Regions from separate parts of the Sus scrofa genome. Here regions 1 and 2 are each linked to region 3. The links are chromatin contacts, called in public HiChIP or PLAC-seq maps. All regions are on one chromosome and are shown on one strand. Each heading gives the region's core, a stretch centred on a gene start, on an enhancer-like site or on the middle of the called end of the contact. The rest is flanking DNA. Distances are from core to core; before and after follow the strand shown.

Region 1 (2,886 bases), core at 274-2,773, 95 kb before region 3:
AAATAATGATCCTCTCAAAATTTTTATTCCATTAAAAGGAATAGCGGAAAAGAGAAGGAAGGAGAAAGGGACATTTACTAAGGGCCTATTATCTCCTCAGCACTAAGTTATGCCCTGGGATATTGAAATGAAAAGACCAGGGCACTGTTCTCCAAGAGTTCAGAGTCCAATAGAAGAGACAGATGTCTGTTGGGTCATCCCTCCATCATTCACCCATCCCTTCCTTTAACTTTCTAACCAATGACTATTTACTGTGAACCTACAATGTGTTGCCAAGTGTTGTGCTGAGCACTGGAGATGTGGCAATGAACAGAAAGACATGGTCTCCGTCTTCGAGAACTCAGACTCTAAGGGGGGAGATAAGCCAGTTAACAGGCAACTCCGAAAAAACGTATAGGCGCTGTAGCAGCAGGACAGGGTACTCTGATGGGATGGAAGAAGGGTGTCCTTGGTGGTGGTGGTGGTAGTGGTGGTGATGGTAGGGTAGGGATTATACGGGCAAAGAGAATGCTTCTCACAGTAAGTAGCATAAGATTTAGAAAGGCAAACAAGGAGAAGAGAAACAGAAAACTCTTTCGAGTAAGAGAGAATAATATGTGAGAATGCCCAGCAGTAAGTCAGAGCAAGTCAGGGCATGCTAAAGGAAATTCTATAGATGTGTGGAGCCAGCCTCCAACATGGCCCCAGTGGTTGTCTTCTGCTATTCACATCCTTGTGTGGTTCCCTCCCATACCAATAGGGTAGCATGGAAATGAGGATATGTGACTTTTGAGGCTAGGCTAAAGAGAAAGAAAACATTACGGCTTATACTTTGCTCTCTCTTGGACCACTTTCTCGGCAGGAAGACAGCCACCGGCAGTTCTCTAGAGAAGCCAATAAGGAGAGAAATGAAGGCCTCTGCTAATAGCCAGTGTCAACTTGCTGGCCATGCAAGTGGCCACTTTAGAAGTGAATTACCTAAGCCTAGTCAAGCCTTCAAATGACTACAGCCCTGCTGACATCTTGACTAAAATCCTGTAGGAGACCTCAAGCTGGAACTATCCAGTTAAGCTACTTTCAAATTTCTAACCTATAACAACTGTGAGATAATACATGTTTATTGTTAAGTCACAATGTTTGAGATAGTTTGTTACCCAACAGGTAAGGAACACACAGTTTTCAAGATGGGAGGGAGGTAGTTGAGGCCAGAGGCTAGAAAGGTAGTTGGGGCCACATCGAGTACAACTTTAAACAAAATGGGTGTTGAACTTTATCCTGAAAACAATGGGGAGTCACTGGAGGTTTTGAAATAGGAAAATGATAGAGGTAGGTTTGCGTTTAGCAAGAACATTTGGCTACAGTATGGAAAATGGACTGGAGAGAGAGAAAACCAATATCAAAAAGCTCAGTCAGTTATTGATACAAACTTGGTGTTGATTCAAAGATTCTTTCAAGCTCCAACTTTCTCATTAAGCCATGCTGAGTCACCCTTCCACTTGTGGATTTGGATAAAATGTCACACTGCTTTCTGAACAGTTGTCAAAGGGTTAGAGGAAGTGCAGAGAAGTCGGCTTCCCATGGAGTCCCATGATCAATGGGAAAGAGAAGAGGGAGGGAACTGTGTCTGCTGAAGGACCTGTGCGTCTCTGCAGTGGCTGTGAGGTGGGGCCAGCATGGTAATGCCTTGCATCATTTCTCCTTATCTGACCTTTACCTTCATCACTCCAGGCTGGAACCTACCAAAGACAATGTCAGCACTTGAATCCTTGCTTCAGATTCTGTATTTTATAGCTATGATGGTGAATATAGTAGCCACTAGCCAAAGTTGGGAGACATGCAGCTAAGCCAAATTGAGATGTGATGCAAGTATAAAATTCCGATTTTTGAAGCCTTAGTATTTAAAAAATTAATAATTTTTAAATTGGAAAATGTGGTATATATAAACAATGAAATCTTAGTCTCCACCTTAAAATATAAGAGAATCCTGCCATTTGTGATAACATGGATGAACTTGGAGGACATTATGCTAAGAAGGACCAATACTACATCATATAAATTATAGGAGAATCTAAACAGTCCGACTCATACAGAGTAAAACAGTAGTTGCCAGGGGCTGGAGGAGGGGAAATGGGATGGTAGTAGTCAGGGGTACAAAGTTTCGGTTTATAAGACAAATAAAACCTAGAGATTTACTATATATATAGCACAGTGCCTATAGTTAATAATACTGTATTTGCTATACTTAAATATTTGCTAGAAAGAGTAGATCTTATGTTAGGTGTTCTTACCATTATCATTACCATATCAGTAACAACAACAATAATAAATAGAGAATAAGTAGGAAAGTTTTGGAGGAGATGTATATGTTTACGGCATAGATTTTCATGTCATAGATACATATACTATTTTTTTTTTTTAAATCTTTTCTAGGGCCACACCCACGGCACATGGAGGTTCCCAAGCTAGGGATCCAATCAGAGCTGTAGCTGCCGGCCTACGCCAGAGACACACCAATATCAGATCCAAGCTGCATCTGCAACCTATACCACAGCTCATGGCAACACCGGATCCTTAAGCCACTGAGCGAGGCCAGGGATTGAACCCTCAACCCCATGGTTCCTAGTCAGATTCGTTGACCACTGAGCTATTACAGGAACTCCATAGATACATATACAATATAAACTTAACTTCCAAACTTACCAGGTTGTATTAACTGTGTATAGCTTTTTGAATGTCCAACCTCAAAGAGGGTTAAAAATATAATAAATAGTTTCAAATATTGATTATATGTTGAATTAATTTATTTGTTTTTGGACAAGCTTTTGATCTTTTCTATGATTTTTATTTTTCCCCTTATAGTTCATTTACAGTGTTCTGTCAATTTCTACTGTACAGCAAAGTGATCCA
Region 2 (2,955 bases), core at 299-2,798, 78 kb before region 3:
ACATAGAAAAAAAAAAAGGCAACAAAACTCCATAAGCAAAAGTACAAATAACAAATTAATAAAAAAAAATCCTCAACTCCTATTATAACAGACGTTAATATTCCTAACATCTAAAGAACTCCTAAAATAAAAAAGAACTAAAACTCATGTAAAAAACTGGGAGAGGTGAGCAGAGTTTGCAAAACGAAAACCTGCCAAGCCTCCCCAGAACCTGAAGATATGTTCAATTTCTCCAGTGGCCCAATAAGAAAAATAAAGATCTCTCATCCACCAGATTTCCAAAAGTTTGAAAAGCATGCTCTTGGCAAGGTTCTGGGGAAACATGCCACGCATGTGTTGCAGGTAAACACTGCTTTGAGGGGACATTTGATGGAGAGGATGAGATCTTGCTACCATGTGACAGGTATTACAGGACAAGCAGTCATTTGGGTTACATAAAAAATTTCACAGTTGCGGAGTTCCCGTCGTGGCGCAGTGGTTAACGAATCCGACTAGGAACCATGAGGTTGCGGGTTCGATCCCTGCCCCTGCTCAGTGGGTTAAGGATCCGGCGTTGCCGTGAGCTGTGGTGTAGGTCGCAGATGCGGCTTGGATCCTGCGTTGCTGTGGCTCTGGCGTAGGCTGGCGGCTACAGCTCCGATTAGACCCCTAGCCTGGGAACCTCCATATGCCGCGGGAGCGGCCCAAAGAAATAGCAAAAAAAAAAAAGACAAAAAAAAAAAAAATTTCACAGTTGGAAATTTTGTCAATTGCCTTAGAAATTCCCAGTCCAGCCACTGCACATGGCTGTATATTTCCCATGGGCTACACAAAGTAGCTCCCATTGGGGTTGCTCAATGCATGGCCCTGCTACCAACCACCTAGCCCTTGGGAAATCATTTATTGCTACCAAACTCTTATTTATTTATTTATTTTTTTGCTTTTTAGGGCCGCACTCGTGGCTTATGGAGGTTCCCAGGCTAGGGGCTGAAGTGGAGCTGCAGCTGCTGGCCTACACCACAGCCACAGCAATGCCAGATTCCCAACCCACTGAGCAAGGCCAGGGATCGAACCTGTGTCCTCATGGATGCTAGTCAGATTCATCAACCACTGAGCCACGATGGGAACTCCACCAAACTCTTAAACAGCTGGAGGAAATAGCCCTCTTTTAAAAAGCTTTCTTTCTCGAAGTTAGACTCCTACCCAACCACGTGGTGGCCTGGGTGGAGGAGAGGGCATACGGACAACACACACTTATACTCACTGTAGCCAAGGGTAAACGTGGATCGGGTGTGGACAGGGCTTCCTTCCTGTTTGTCAAGAGCAGCTGGTGATAGGGATTTTTATGGGAAATTCCCCAATTTTTAAGAGCAAAAATTCAATTACGATGCCTTTACAATGTACAGGCCATGCAAAAATGCCACTGTTCAGACCTCCAGTCTGCAAGCTTTATTTTAGATTTTTCAGAGGGCTTATTTTTTAAAGAATTAATCATCTGGGTTGTTCTCCAGACCAGCAATTACTCATCACTTGTCAAAATACAGAGATCAAAAAGGAACATAATTTTCTGAGAATATGATGTGACTAGTGGATAGTGTGACATGTTAGTTTTATGTGTCATTTTCCTTTATAAGCATTCTAGAAGCTTCATTCTTTAGAAAAAAAAAAAAAAAAAAGCATAGAAAAAGAGCAGTGCACCATCCTATGCTGGAACTTGCCCACAGTCACAGAGCTACTTTTTTTTTTCTTTTGTTTAATTAAACAGAGTTCAGAGTAGAAGCCACTCCTTGATGCCTGATTCAGTCTTTCTGTCCCACTGTGTGAATTTCAAGAAGCTCCCCATCTATAAAATGGGAATAATAATATAGTATTTACTTGATGGGGTGGCTGTGAAGATAGAACAACCAGGTATCTGTCGTGTTCTGCACAATGCCTGGCTCACAGATAAACTTAACAAAGTGACAAATACTGTGGTAGCTACGAGGCCAGCTATAAGCATACTTAACATTCATACAGTACAGAATACCTCCAAATTTCATCAAAGTTTAGGTATCACATTTATTAACTCCTCTTTTTATTCGTGGCCTATCACTGAAGGAGACTCAACAACTGTCAAAATTTGTCATTTCAGAAACATAGTCATTGCTATTCAGTGCCTGGTATTTGTCTAGGTGTTCATTTTAAGTGGATTGTTTGATGATATGTTGTAATACCTTCCCCACTATCTGGAATAGGAAGACATCTGTAATTACTGGGGTCATCCAGAAGCTACTCCCTAGGTTTTTTTTTACAGCTATCTTTTGTGCTCCATGGCATCTCAAAAATAATAGCTAATAGTGGCTCTACCAATAAATTTTACTAATTCTTTGAATAATAGAGGATGCAAGTCACAAGGCCCTGCTGATTCGAGTTCATCATTTTTCCCAACCATTGTTTTTTTTTTATAAAACCTTTTCTCAAGCTTATATCCTCCCTCTGGCTACTGCCCTTTCTCTTTCCTTTCTTTCACATCAATCTCTACTTTTCCTCTCCCCATTTATTCCTCAGTGTGCTGCCACTGGCCTGCCGCCCCCACCAGGCTACTGGATCTGTTCAGATATTTTTTAGTCCAGCTGACTGCTGTGCATTCTTCTGTGACACCATTCTTTCTTTTGATTCTTCCTGCCTCTTCCTTTGCTTGTTGTCAGTATCTTACTCTTTGATGTATGATCCTTTTCCTTTATTTTGTTCCCTAAACACAGGTGTTCTCCAAGAGTTCCACCTGGCCTCCTCTTGTTTTTACTCTGTACACCCATCCTAGGCAACCTCATTTGTAATCATTACTTCAGCTACTAACCTTACACTAAGAAGCTTCAGACCCACACCCACACTTCCAACTGCCTACTGAACACTTCCCCTGGAAGGTTTCACAGGCACTCTAAACCCCAAATACTTAAGACAGAAATTAACAACTCAATGCTCCCACCCCAAACATTT
Region 3 (2,764 bases), core at 153-2,652:
CATACGAATTCTTGTTAAAATGGTTAGTAAACAAACCAGAGCCAATGTGCATTTTGATTATGGAATTAAATTTAAGCTTTCAATTTAAGATTTCATATACAAAATAAAATAGTGCCACTATTATAAAGGATTACATGATTACATAAATAGGAGGAGTTGAGCAATTCTGTTTATAGGTGTTTTTTAAAACCAAGACAACATTTTTTCCCCAAGACAATACACATCAAAGATTTAACCTAAAAAGAATGAGATACTCCTGCATTTTTAACCCTTTGAAAACTGTCCAGGTTATAGAGAAAACTTCTGTAGCGTTTAGAATAACAACAAAGTATGCAGTGACCTAACAATTACTTTGAATACATGACATGTATCACAATTACAGTGGGTAAAATTGCTCCTTCCTCTGGCACCCTGGAAGAGCAATGTTTAACAAGAAAGAATTATTTATGCCTACAAACAGAGAACTGTAATGGGCCGTTTTACTGTAACACATCACAGCAGTACAAGCAAGCTGCCAGAAAGGTGTTACCTGGTTTTGACTTATACTCCTCTGATTTCCAAGACCAGACTAAAGCTTTGAAAACAGCAGGGGCTTTGGTTTTGTTTTTCATTATTACTGAGAGTCAGTGGCAATGAAAGCTGTGCTGATGGGTCTTCAGGTAAGAATACTGAGGTTCCACCATTTCCTGCTGAAAATGAGTTTTCACCAACTGCCAGGACTAGGGACGTCAACACCTACTTCCATTTTTCTCCCTCTGCTTAAGTGCTTATAGTGATTTAGTGATGTTAATCATCACTACATTCATTTCTGGAACAATAAAGTAATGCTAGGAAGCTCCTATCATAATGCATTGCAAAGTTTTCAGAGGAGAAACGAGCTACAGTTCATCAGTTTTGCTACCAACCGTAGCAGTGGGTATACTGAAATCAAATTAGCTACAGAAATAGCAGGGAGGGTAAAACATGTAGGGGGGCACCAAGCAGGGCTGAGGGGGGACAGAAGAGAGATCAGACCAGGCCAGAGGGAAACTTCTCTACAGTCTGATGACGCAACACAACAGGGAAATTGGTTTTAGTGTTTCAAACTTCAATTAGTCACATTAATTAATGCTAAAAACAATGTTAACAGTACATCATTTTCATCAAGTTAAATAAAGGATTATACACATTTGAGTAAATTACAAGCATTAAACATTTAAATAACTTGAAATGAAGCCATTACTGTCATTCAAACAAGTTTCTACAGCTAAAGGCTGAATGTTAAGTATGAACTGATTTGGCATTACAAGAATATAAATCCTTTATCTTTTTAGTAAGAACAAATGAAGAGATTTGACGACTTCTGACTTTAGTGAGTGGTTTGCAGTAACATAGCGCCCTCCAGTGGTCAGAGGCTCAAGATACAATTTCTAAAGGCCAAAGTTCAGTAGCCAATTTTGTTCCATTTTGAATGGTGATAATACACCTTAGTCATTGTTGTTTTAAGACAATTGTTTAATCACAGCACATATTTTCAACACCTGACCATCTTTCCATTGACAGATTTCCTTCACCAAATTCAAAGCTTTTTTTTTTTTCTTCAAATTTAAATCTAATTTGTTCCTGAGAAGTGTTCTGGAGATTAAAAAAAAAAAAAAAAATCAAAGCAAATCCTTACACTGACATACACAGTTTCAATGATGAGTACACTGTTTTCTATAAACTTAGAATAATGGGAGATGGTATTAATTTTTACATGTTAAAATTTAAGCTCTATCTAGAGTGTGAGATTGTAAACATCTCTTTTGCTTGTTATACAAGACAATAAGTACATAAGGAAAGTTCAAAATTACAGAGATGCCTTTTACTCATTTTTGTATATATGTGAACATCTCTGTTTTTAAGTAACTATAGAAGGTTCATTGTATTTACATACCTTTTTCATCATTATAACTCTTATTAGAATAGATCCAAATTTAAGGGCTCCAAATATTATTCTGAAGAAACTGGAAAAGAAATTTACCCTTACAGGTTATTTAAAAAGCTCCCTTAGGCCAATCTATAGTGCTTCCATTCTTAAAAATATACGTATTTCTTATATGAAAAGAGATTATAATTCTATTTATAATAACCTAAAACATGAATTAAATTATTATAATACTCTTGGTTTTTCTATGGTGGCAACTGCATGGTATGAAAGTACTGCCCCAGACCCTACAGCAAATAGTTGCTAGGCAGAATAAGGTAGTTATTTTCAAAATAATAATGATCGTCTCATTAATTTTTTTTTCTTTTGCCTACCCAAAGATGAGAAAAGTTTGAACATGTTTTTGAAAGGATCGTGCATTTCATTGGAAACAACAAAAGCAGCTCAATGTAAAGAGATATGACTTTGGATTTTGACTCCACCACCACAGACCGTGGTGCAAACAACATCTCTGTGCCTTCGTTTGTTCATCTACAAAATAGAGATAATTGTTCCCACCTCGTGGGAACCTTCTGAGGATTCGGTATAACTAGGCAAGCAGAATCCTCAGCCCAGTGCCTGCCTCTAGAGATCCTCAAGAACGCCATTCCTACCCCTGCAAGAACGCGGAAGACCTATTTCCCATCTTCTCCCTAGGTCTAGGAGGACTGGAACCAGATCAGGAGATAGGGAGTCATATGGATGAGTCCACAAAACCCAGTGTGACCTTGCAGGCAGATCTGGAGGTGGCTGGGACAGCAGAGAGGAGGGGCAATATCAGAGCCCCACAGGGATGGGGATGGTGGCTGAGAGACGAGG

Evidence for each region. HiChIP or PLAC-seq counts read pairs in DNA pulled down with a chosen protein or histone mark.
Region 1: a contact with region 3 is called in an H3K27ac HiChIP or PLAC-seq map of alveolar macrophages. The contact joins two enhancer-like sites. A contact is called at or near these places in 1 of 47 Hi-C or Micro-C datasets (brain) and 1 of 2 datasets of contacts at active chromatin or transcription factors (alveolar macrophages).
Region 2: an H3K27ac HiChIP or PLAC-seq map of alveolar macrophages shows a contact between it and region 3. The contact joins two enhancer-like sites. A contact is called at or near these places in 1 of 5 promoter capture datasets (liver), 4 of 47 Hi-C or Micro-C datasets (liver and skeletal muscle) and 1 of 2 datasets of contacts at active chromatin or transcription factors (alveolar macrophages).

The regions. Positions count from the first base shown.
Region 1 is chr7:33,908,793-33,911,678 of Sscrofa11.1, forward strand. All of the region lies in intron 6 of BTBD9 (BTB domain containing 9), which reads right to left. Among named protein-coding and RNA genes, the nearest start is that of BTBD9, 210 kb to the right of the region's middle. Within about 2 kb of position 1,524, at least 2 of the 83 cell types and tissues checked have an H3K27ac peak or open chromatin away from gene starts, as enhancers often do. A contact at or near this core is called in alveolar macrophages, where this site is marked.
Region 2 is chr7:33,926,368-33,929,322 of Sscrofa11.1, forward strand. The region is part of intron 6 of BTBD9 (BTB domain containing 9); the gene reads right to left. Among named protein-coding and RNA genes, the nearest start is that of BTBD9, 190 kb to the right of the region's middle. Within about 2 kb of position 1,549, at least 1 of the 83 cell types and tissues checked has an H3K27ac peak or open chromatin away from gene starts, as enhancers often do. A contact at or near this core is called in alveolar macrophages, where this site is marked.
Region 3 is chr7:34,004,324-34,007,087 of Sscrofa11.1, forward strand. All of the region lies in intron 6 of BTBD9 (BTB domain containing 9), which reads right to left. Among named protein-coding and RNA genes, the nearest start is that of BTBD9, 120 kb to the right of the region's middle. Within about 2 kb of position 1,403, at least 4 of the 83 cell types and tissues checked have an H3K27ac peak or open chromatin away from gene starts, as enhancers often do. A contact at or near this core is called in alveolar macrophages, where this site is marked.